Regions from separate parts of the Sus scrofa genome. Here regions 2 and 3 are each linked to region 1. Evidence: chromatin contacts called from public Hi-C data. All regions are on one chromosome and are shown on one strand. Each heading gives the region's core, a stretch centred on a gene start, on an enhancer-like site or on the middle of the called end of the contact. The rest is flanking DNA. Distances are from core to core; before and after follow the strand shown.

What was found. Hi-C and Micro-C count contacts between places; a contact is called where the count stands out from the background.
Region 2: a contact with region 1 is called in a Hi-C map of liver, with 1.8 times the contacts expected there. The contact joins the enhancer-like site here to the promoter of PEBP1 in region 1. A contact is called at or near these places in 3 of 47 Hi-C or Micro-C datasets (liver and skeletal muscle) and 2 of 2 datasets of contacts at active chromatin or transcription factors (alveolar macrophages and skeletal muscle).
Region 3: a contact with region 1 is called in a Hi-C map of skeletal muscle, with 4 times the contacts expected there. The contact joins the promoter of WSB2 here to the promoter of PEBP1 in region 1. A contact is called at or near these places in 1 of 5 promoter capture datasets (liver), 6 of 47 Hi-C or Micro-C datasets (heart right ventricle, liver and skeletal muscle) and 2 of 2 datasets of contacts at active chromatin or transcription factors (alveolar macrophages and skeletal muscle).

The regions. Positions count from the first base shown.
Region 1 is chr14:34,528,859-34,531,661 of Sscrofa11.1, forward strand. It overlaps PEBP1 (phosphatidylethanolamine-binding protein 1), which reads right to left and starts at 1,380. Exons shown (of 4, transcript XM_003132890.3): 1 at 1,068-1,380. The coding sequence starts at 1,202.
Region 2 is chr14:34,623,634-34,626,436 of Sscrofa11.1, forward strand. It overlaps WSB2 (WD repeat and SOCS box-containing protein 2), which reads left to right. Exons shown (of 9, transcript XM_001925977.5): 5 at 1,906-2,006. Among named protein-coding and RNA genes, the nearest start is that of WSB2, 16 kb to the left of the region's middle. Within about 2 kb of position 1,423, at least 13 of the 83 cell types and tissues checked have an H3K27ac peak or open chromatin away from gene starts, as enhancers often do. A contact at or near this core is called in liver, where this site is marked.
Region 3 is chr14:34,607,611-34,610,413 of Sscrofa11.1, forward strand. It overlaps WSB2 (WD repeat and SOCS box-containing protein 2), which reads left to right and starts at 1,355. Exons shown (of 9, transcript XM_001925977.5): 1 at 1,355-1,484. The coding sequence starts at 1,463.

The DNA of each region.
Region 1 (2,803 bases), core at 130-2,629:
AAAGGTCAAGCAGAATAAATTGTTAATAAAAACTCAAGTGTACTGACGCTACTAAGGAGCTGAAGTTTAATATACGTTATTTATTTTAGTCTCGACAACACTATGGGGCTAATATCCTAGCATGTTATTAACAGAAAGAGATGGGTCAGGATTTAAACCCTGATACTGAGTTCTCTCAAGTACAACCTGAAATAACAGGATCTTTAGATTGCTGACACATTTCCTAGGGCCTGCTAAAGTGAAATCTGAATTAACTGGATGTTTAAAAATGCAGAGAAAATGAGAAAGCCGAGACGGGCAGACGTGAACAGTGAGTCCGGGAAAGAGAGGCTGTGAGATGGACACTTTATATTTAAACAACAAATTCTAAACATTTAAACCAATAAACCACCCGAGCAGTTTATTCACACCGTTGCCTCGGAGCTTCTAGACCAACAGCTTGCCACAATGTCAGGATTCTCCACTCCAGAAGCAGCCAGAATCAGGCTGCGCTTCAGCCTTGGGCGTCAAAGGCCAAACGGTAAATAAAGCAAGGCGGTTACCCTCGAGCCTTCCAGCTGCGGAACGTACTTACTTTGGGTGGCTTCAGGCCACAGATCGCTAAAACAAAGGACGATCGCCGAGAACTGCCGAATACTGGTTACATAATGCGTCATATGCCCTCGGGTGGAGCTCTTACTCCCGAAATTAAGGCCTAAAACCCCCTGGCCCTAGGGGAGGCTCTGGGGGCTTGTGGGCAGCCACTGACCTCTCCCGCCGGCGACTGCTCTCTCCCCGCCCCTACCCCAGCGATCTAGGTTGTCTCCAGACCTACGCCACTGCCAGCTCCTCGAAATCTCCAGGAAAATAGATCCATTTCCCCTGCAGGCCGTGCCCCGCCCTCCACGTGCCGGATTCCCGGGGCCCGGAAGGTCCGCAAACCTGCGGCACGGGAACCGCGACCCCCTTTCCTCGGTGGATCCGCCGCACGGAAGCTGGAACTTCCTCCTCACACCCGCTGGGTCCCCGCTCTGCCGGCCTGAGGGCCTGCCGGCCTCAGACAGCTGTACCCCCTCCGACTCGGGTACCTGGGTAGGTGTCAGCACTTTGCCCAGCTCGTCGACCTCAGCCCCGCCGTATTTGACCTGCAGCGGGTGCTGTGGCCGCTCGTCCACTTCCTGCAGGCTCAAGGGCCCGGACCACTTGCCGAGGTCCACTGGCATCGCAGGGTCGAGCGGGGCGCAGTGCAGGAAGAGCAGCAGAAGTAACACGCAGCGAAGCTGCACTGGGCTCAAAGCGCTTTCCAAATTGGACGGAGGCAACGCTGGTCAAGAGGCCCTGGAGCGCATGCGCTTGAGCAGCGCCCCGCCCCGCTCCTCCAGTCGCTGGCAAGGGTGGGCCTCATTGTGCCCTCTGATTGGTCGAGCCCGGATCGTCCGGCGCGCCAGGTCAATGCAGCAGGATTGGCCTTTCTTTTTGCAAGAAGGCGCTTGCAACCTGCCACCCGCGGTGTTCCCAAACACTGTGCCAGAGCTTGCAGAACTCTTTTTTCAAGATGTACATTTGAGCTATCTTTAATTTTTTTAAAAACCTTTTTGCATGGTTTTTTGCTCCACTTTTCTAAACGCAGAAATGGTAAGGCCTTGCTTTTCTTTTGCATTTCTTAAAACAAGTGTCATTGCACAGCCGCGCTGTATTTCGCGCATGCTCACTGGTTTCCGAAAACTGGGAGAGGACCTAAGGTAACTTTTGAGCATTTTTTCCCCAACAAATATATTTGCACATATATTTGATCCCCCTACACCCACTGGATCCAGACAAGATTCCTGGGAAATGATGGGGTGGTTTTTTCTTTTTTAGTTGTTATTTGTTATTTGAGGGAAAAAATTTTAACCTGTCTATCCAGTTCAATAAGGATGAAGTTAGCCACTGCAGTCCCCATTCTACAATACACCGTGAATGGAATTCAAAACAAGAAGAGAATGAGGCACTCCGGTTTGGAAGAAAAAGGCAAAACACTCAGATATACTCCAGGAGAATTTTTTTTATGAATCCAGATTCTTTCCTCTTCCCATACTTAGAAAAGCACTAAGCTCGTGAACTGAAATATCTGCTCCCAGTGACTAGTAGCAACCTTCTACCAAGATGGATGCTTGATTGAATGTACCCCTTAGTCAAAAAATGTGCAGGAGTTCCCATCGTGGCTAGTGGTTAATGAATCCGACTAGGAACCATGAGGTTGCAGGTTCAATCCCTGGCCTTGCTCAGTGGGTTAAGGATCCAGTGTTGCCTTGAGCTATGATGTAGGTTGCAGACGCGGCTCGGATCCCGAGTTGCTGTGGCTCTGGCGTAGGCCTCCGGCGGCTACAGCTCCAATTCAACCCCTAGCCTGGGAACCTCCATATGCCGCGGAAACGGCCCAAGAAATGGCAAAAAGACCCCCACCACCACCCCGCGCACGCAAAAATAAAAGTACATATCCTGGCCCCCTACCTCTTTCAAGCAGTTCCTCAGAGCTATCTGAAAGGGAGCCTCTGTCTTCAGTAGTCCTTAGTAAGACACGAAATAAAACTCAACTTACAGTTGTTATGTTGTGCAGTTTTTTGTTTTTAGTTGACAAACCATAGTTACTAGGCCTACTTTGTTGACAAGTGACTCTGCCTCAAAACTGCTCTCCCTGTGGCCACCAATTTCTTTTTATTATATATGACTGGCACTATTTAAATCCAGTCCTTATCTAATTTGACCTTAGGACAGCCTTTGAGTTTAATAATTCTGACCAGGTAATAAAAAGTTGTCTGTTGTTTTTATTTCCTCTAGGAAA
Region 2 (2,803 bases), core at 173-2,672, 95 kb after region 1:
AGGGAAATTTATTGCCCAGCCGTTTCTCCTTCATGTGGGCAGGGACACAGGCTTGGAGGGAGGGGAAAGGAGGAAATGGTGATGTGAACAGTTCACAAAGGGCACACTTATCGCTGATAGTGCAAAGTCCATGACTGGTCTAGCCCTCACACCCTTAAGAGAGACCTGTCCCTGCCCTCCTGGAAATGAGCCTGATAACTTGTCAGACACCTCAGGAGGGGCTTGTGGTGTCCTTTCTGAAGGCATCTAGTCACCCAGACCTCTCTGGGTACTTCCTGCCCGTTGCTGTGGAGCTTGTAGTCACGGTCTAAGGCAGGCCTCTGACTAGGAAGGCTGCTCAAGGACAGTGCCATCTTTAATGAATGTCCAGAGGCAGCTAGGTCCTTAAAGTGGCCTTGAAAATCTCTCGGTTGGGAAGGGAAGACTAGCTGAAGGGGCTGAGAGTGGGCAGACGGGACTAGGCCAGTTATTAGGGCTTTTCAAGGGAGGAGGGGACTAAAGTACTGTTCCCAGGTACCAGGCCCTGCCACCCGCCGTAACTTACTAACAGCTGCCTCGGGGGTAGTTACTCTTCTTATGTGAAAAAACCATGACTTTAAGAAAATGTATCTGTGTGTGTGTGTGTGTGTGTGTGTGTATACGCACACATACACAGACTTTATCATAAATGCCTATGTATGACCGTGTACGTTCTTCCCCTTTTTTGGCTTTTCCCCTCAAACTTCCTCATGCTCCCGTCTATTGCATTCCTGCATAGCCCCCTGCAGTCTTGTAACCCAAGCCAAGAGCCTTCCATATTTCCTTCCATGTTTGTTTCTGTACTTGTCCTATTCTTACACTCACATGTTTACATTTATGGGTTTTGGGGTCATTGTTTCGCAAAAATGGAATCATATTCTCCTCATTTTTTTGCATCTTGCTTTTTTTTTTTTTTTTTTTTTGCTTTTTAGGGCAGTACCTGCGGCATATGACAGTTCTCAGGCTAGAGGTTGAATCGGATCATAACTATAGCTACTGGCCTATGCCACAGCCACAGCAACACAGGATCCAGGCCACGCCTGCGACCTACACCAGAGGTCACGGCAATGCCGGATCCTTAACCCACTGAGCAAGGCCAGGGATCGATCCCGCAACCTCACGGTTCCTAGTTGGATTCTAGTTGGATTCGTTTCCACTGAGCCACAATGGGAACTCCCATCTTGCTTTTTTTTTATAGTTAAATGGTACTCCATGGAAAATCTAGTTTCTTAATTTCATTTGAATTAACAGCTGAAATACTACCCTTTATCCACCCATTCCTCTATTGATGGGCATTTAGTTTTTTCTAAAAAATGGAGACTAGAGAGGTTACATGAGTGACCCAGGGTTATGTGCTGAGTAAACAGTGATCCAAGGTTCAGACCGGAGCTTGTCTGCCGCCAGAGCTCGGGGCCCTAATTACCCCACACCACTGCTCACTTGGACACCCTGGGGGGATGAGAGGAGGGTGAGAGTGGGATCCTGGTGACTGGGAGAAACCATTGCAGAGTGTAAACCACGGAGAATTGAAGGTGGAATTTGGAAGGAGGCTTCAAAGTTATTGAGGTGGTTGGGGGATCTGAAAAGAATGTTCTATCCTATCAAAGGAGTTTCTCAAACCTGTTCTGTGGATAGCCTTTATTCCACTGACCTTGTGGGTTTTGGTGGAACAGTAGGTAATGATTTCCTTTGGGCACTGGAATAATGTATTAATAGATTTCAGGTGTTTATATCACAAATCCTGTTATATGTCGTTCTCTGCATTAAAGAAGTGGCTTGTGGGCTCAGCTGCTAGAGAAGCAGTGGACACACTGTGGGGAGAGAGGCACTACTGCCTTCCTCCATCTTCCTGATTGTGGCTCACTGTTTGCTCCGTTTCTCTGCCAGGTAAACAGATTCAGGTGTTATCAGGCCACCTGCAGTGGGTTTACTGCTGCTCCATCTCACCAGACTGCAGCATGCTATGTTCTGCGGCCGGAGAGAAGTCGGTGAGTCTCGAACGTGGGGTGCCCTTGGCTGTGTTGCTTCAGTTCAGCAAGATATGGGGGTCTGAGGTGGGCTGTTTTGTGAAAGAGTGAGTGGCCAGTGTCCTCGAATCCACCTGCAAAGCAGCCGCCATTGGAGGCACGGAAGGCACATTGGCTGTGGCCCCTCCTGCTCACCTCCCTTTTGATTTGCACTTTGACCTGAACTAGACGAGAAGGGGTGTTTGGGAGCAGATCACTGCGTCGTTGGAGGGTTGTTTGCCTTCACAAAAGGGGAAAGTGGTGCCTTTTAGATTTCTTTCCCCTTGGACTCTAGATTTTAAAAGTTGTAACCCCTGTGTGGATCCACATTTACTTTGAGCCATCTAATTTGAATTAGGATTTCTATTTCGAATCATGAAATGTACAGTTTCTTACTGAACTCTGTCCTAAAATCCTGTCTATCAAAAGAAAAGTACTGGAAACCCAAGAACAATTTGGGAACAGTTTGAGTTTCGTATTTGTATCGAGCTGTTGTTTGCTGTGACTGACTTGGGAAAGTTAAGAGTTCACTATTTGGTGCAGCCCAGGTGGTTAATCATTGATTTGAGGTTTGGAATTATGTGAAAGTGAGAGTTTTCTTAAAGGAAAGAAAATCCTTCTTTTAATGATTCTCAGAAAAGTTGAAAGTAATGAGCTCAGTAGTGGGGCAGATTTCTGTGGTCCTGTAAACCTAAGAGGGGGGCATAAGATGGCTTTGTCGGGTGCCCTGGAGTGCGCTTCTGATCCCTGTTTTTGGTTTGAATGAAAGGATAAGATAG
Region 3 (2,803 bases), core at 105-2,604, 79 kb after region 1:
AGTCTTCTCTTACTCCTTTACTTCACTCCAAGCTCTAATCAAAGCCGTCCCATTTCCAACTTGCTTCCTTTTCAAAGCAAACCCATGCTTCCTACCTTAACCTCCCATGTTCTGTTTGACCCAGTTCCTCCATTTTCATGCTGTGTGTTTAATACAAGCCTCTTTCCCTTGCCCCTCTTTTTACCTCTGCCTGTTTTCACTTTTGTTCCCTGTAATTCCTCAGGCCTCCTGGGTCACACACAAGTTCACCCAGTTTGTCCATTTTTGGACCCCCTACTCCTGTTGACTCCTCTTTTTTTCTGGCCGGCTGCCCGTTTCTCATACCCCTTTTAACCGGGTCATATTCATTCGCACCCTCCATTTCCCGATAGTCTTTCCTTTTCTGGTTTCCATTTTTTAAAAAACGGAGGCTCCTTCCTCTGATCCTCCATTTTTAGCCCCCTTTACTCCTCTACTTCGGCTCCCGCTTAACCTCTGGGCTCCCCCTCCCTCCGGTGTTCCTGGACCCCTCACCCCCCAGTCCTGTCTTCCCTTTTTGTTTTCTCGATTCTTCCGATCCCCGGTGTCTTCAGGTCCTCCTTCCTGCCTGCTCGCCCCTCCGTTTTACCTGATTCCCATCCCTTTCCACGCTGCCCCATCACCCTCAGTTTCCTCCTCAGCTCTCCAGTGCCTTTCCGTAGTCCCTCCCTCGTTTTCCCCTCAGCCCCGCCGTACATCCCCTTTTTTGTTACCCACACCTCCCTCGATCTTCAGTCTTTACCAGACGCGTGTCACTCCCCTCCCACTCTGTTCCTCCCAACTCTCCCCCAACCGGGTTCTACCCCATCCCTGCGATCTCCCTGAGCCTGGCTCCTCCCAGGTTTACCGGTGTACCCTCCGCCCCCTGTTTCTCCCCCCACCATTTTCTCCTCCAGCTCGTTTCCCCTCAGCCCCGCTCCCCGACCCTCCCCTCGATTTTTTTCCTGCCCCAGTTCACCTGCCCGCCCCAACCCCGTTTTTTCCTCCAGCAACCCCCGCCTCTTCCCGGGTTAGATCCACTCCACACCCCCCAACCCCGTTTTCCTCGTTCCTTCCCTATCTTCCTATCAGACCCACTCCCCCTCCCCGCGCCGATCCCGTCGGCCTCCATCTGCCCCCCCTTTCCCGTCAGCCCGGCTCCCCCGCCCAGGGCCGAACCCTCCTGCTTCCACCTGCCCGCCCCCGCTCTTCCCGCAGCTGGCTCCAGGGTTTTCTCCCGCCCGCCCCCAGCCCCGCCCCCGCGCGTCCCCGCCCGCGCCCGCCGCCATGTGACGGGAAGCAGCTGATGGCCTCTCCGGGCGGCGGCGGGCGCGGCGGCGGCTGCAGGGCCGGGGCCGGGGCCGGGGCCGGGGCCGGGGCCGGGGCGGGGGCGGGTGGCGCGGCGGCGGCATGAGGGCCGGTGGCCCTGGGGGCTGAGGCGCCCGCCGCCTGCCGCGGGCCGCGCATGTCCTTCATGGAGGCCGGAGGTGAGTGGGGGCCGTGGCGCGCGTTCCCCGCCGACGGAGCCGGGCCCGTTCCCGGGGGTGGGGCGCGGGCGCGGATTCGGTCGGGGCGGGGGCGGCGGAGGCGCGGGGCCTGGGCTGTCCGCGTCTCCTGGGCGGGGTGCGCGCCCGGCGCCCAGCTTTGTTTCGCTTTCGCTGTCAGAGGCCGCCACCCCGTCTCCTGCCGCCGACTGGACCGGAGGAGGACGGGCCTCTGCGTGGCGCGGCTTCCCACCCCCCTGGCACAGTGGGGGGCGCCGGGATCCCGACGCCTCGGTCCGAGTGGGACGTGGGGAGTGATACCCGAGGATGTGGGTGCCCAGGTGCCAGGTGACGCGCTGTAGGTCTGGATGAGAGTCCGCTCTGCCCCTTCCAAGCGGTGTGCCTGTGGACAAGCCACTTAATCCAAGTCCGTTTTGTATCTACAAAATGGGCTAATAATAGTATCTGCCTTAGGGGGTGGTTGGGGGCTTCCCAAACTTGCATAAAAATGGGGTCTGGGGTCCGTATTGAAAAAATATATTGTGAGCCTCTCCCAGTAGAGACTGATTCGTCGAGGTGGGGGTGGAACTGGGATGCTGATCCCTGGTGACACGGATGATGGGACAAGTTTAGGAAACACCGGTGAGTGAGGTGCTTACCTCTATTCTTGTTAACAGCTGTCATCAGAAAGCGGTATCAAAGTTAGAGAATATTGGATACCCTCGCAGGGTCAGCCCAAATGAAAGAACAGTCTCAGTGGGGATGGTGTACTTGTTATGCAAAGGCACGCCCTTCAGGCTTTTTCCTTCCAACCACATTACCCCTAAACCCCACTAATATAGAAATTTGGGGTGGGCTTGTGATTTATTCTGGGAGTTCCAGCTCTTGAATACTCCCGTGCTTAAAGGCAAAGTTTCTTTAGGGGAAATCCTCAGAAGGGGTCAGGCCTGGGCTCAGGATTTGTTCCAGAAACCCTTTTAATTCTTCCAGTGAAGTTCAAGCTTCATCTTGATCTGGAGGATTCTGATTGTGGATGTCTGTGTTTTTCCCTGGCTTGTTTGATGGAGGGGGGATGGTAGGTTGAAATCGGGGTATTCCCTGGGGTGGTGTTAACTTTTTAATTTGGGAAATGACATTTCTTTGTTTGCTGGAGTCAGGCATTCAGTGCTAGGTGCAGAGGTAGTTCTCTCAGCCTTCCTATCTAGATAAGGGCTTTCTTTTCAGTGAGCGTGTTACCCATAGAACTTTTTAAATGGCCCCTACTGTTTGCCTGAAATCTTTGAATCTTTTTATAGCTTCCGCTGTCATTCCATTGACTCCTT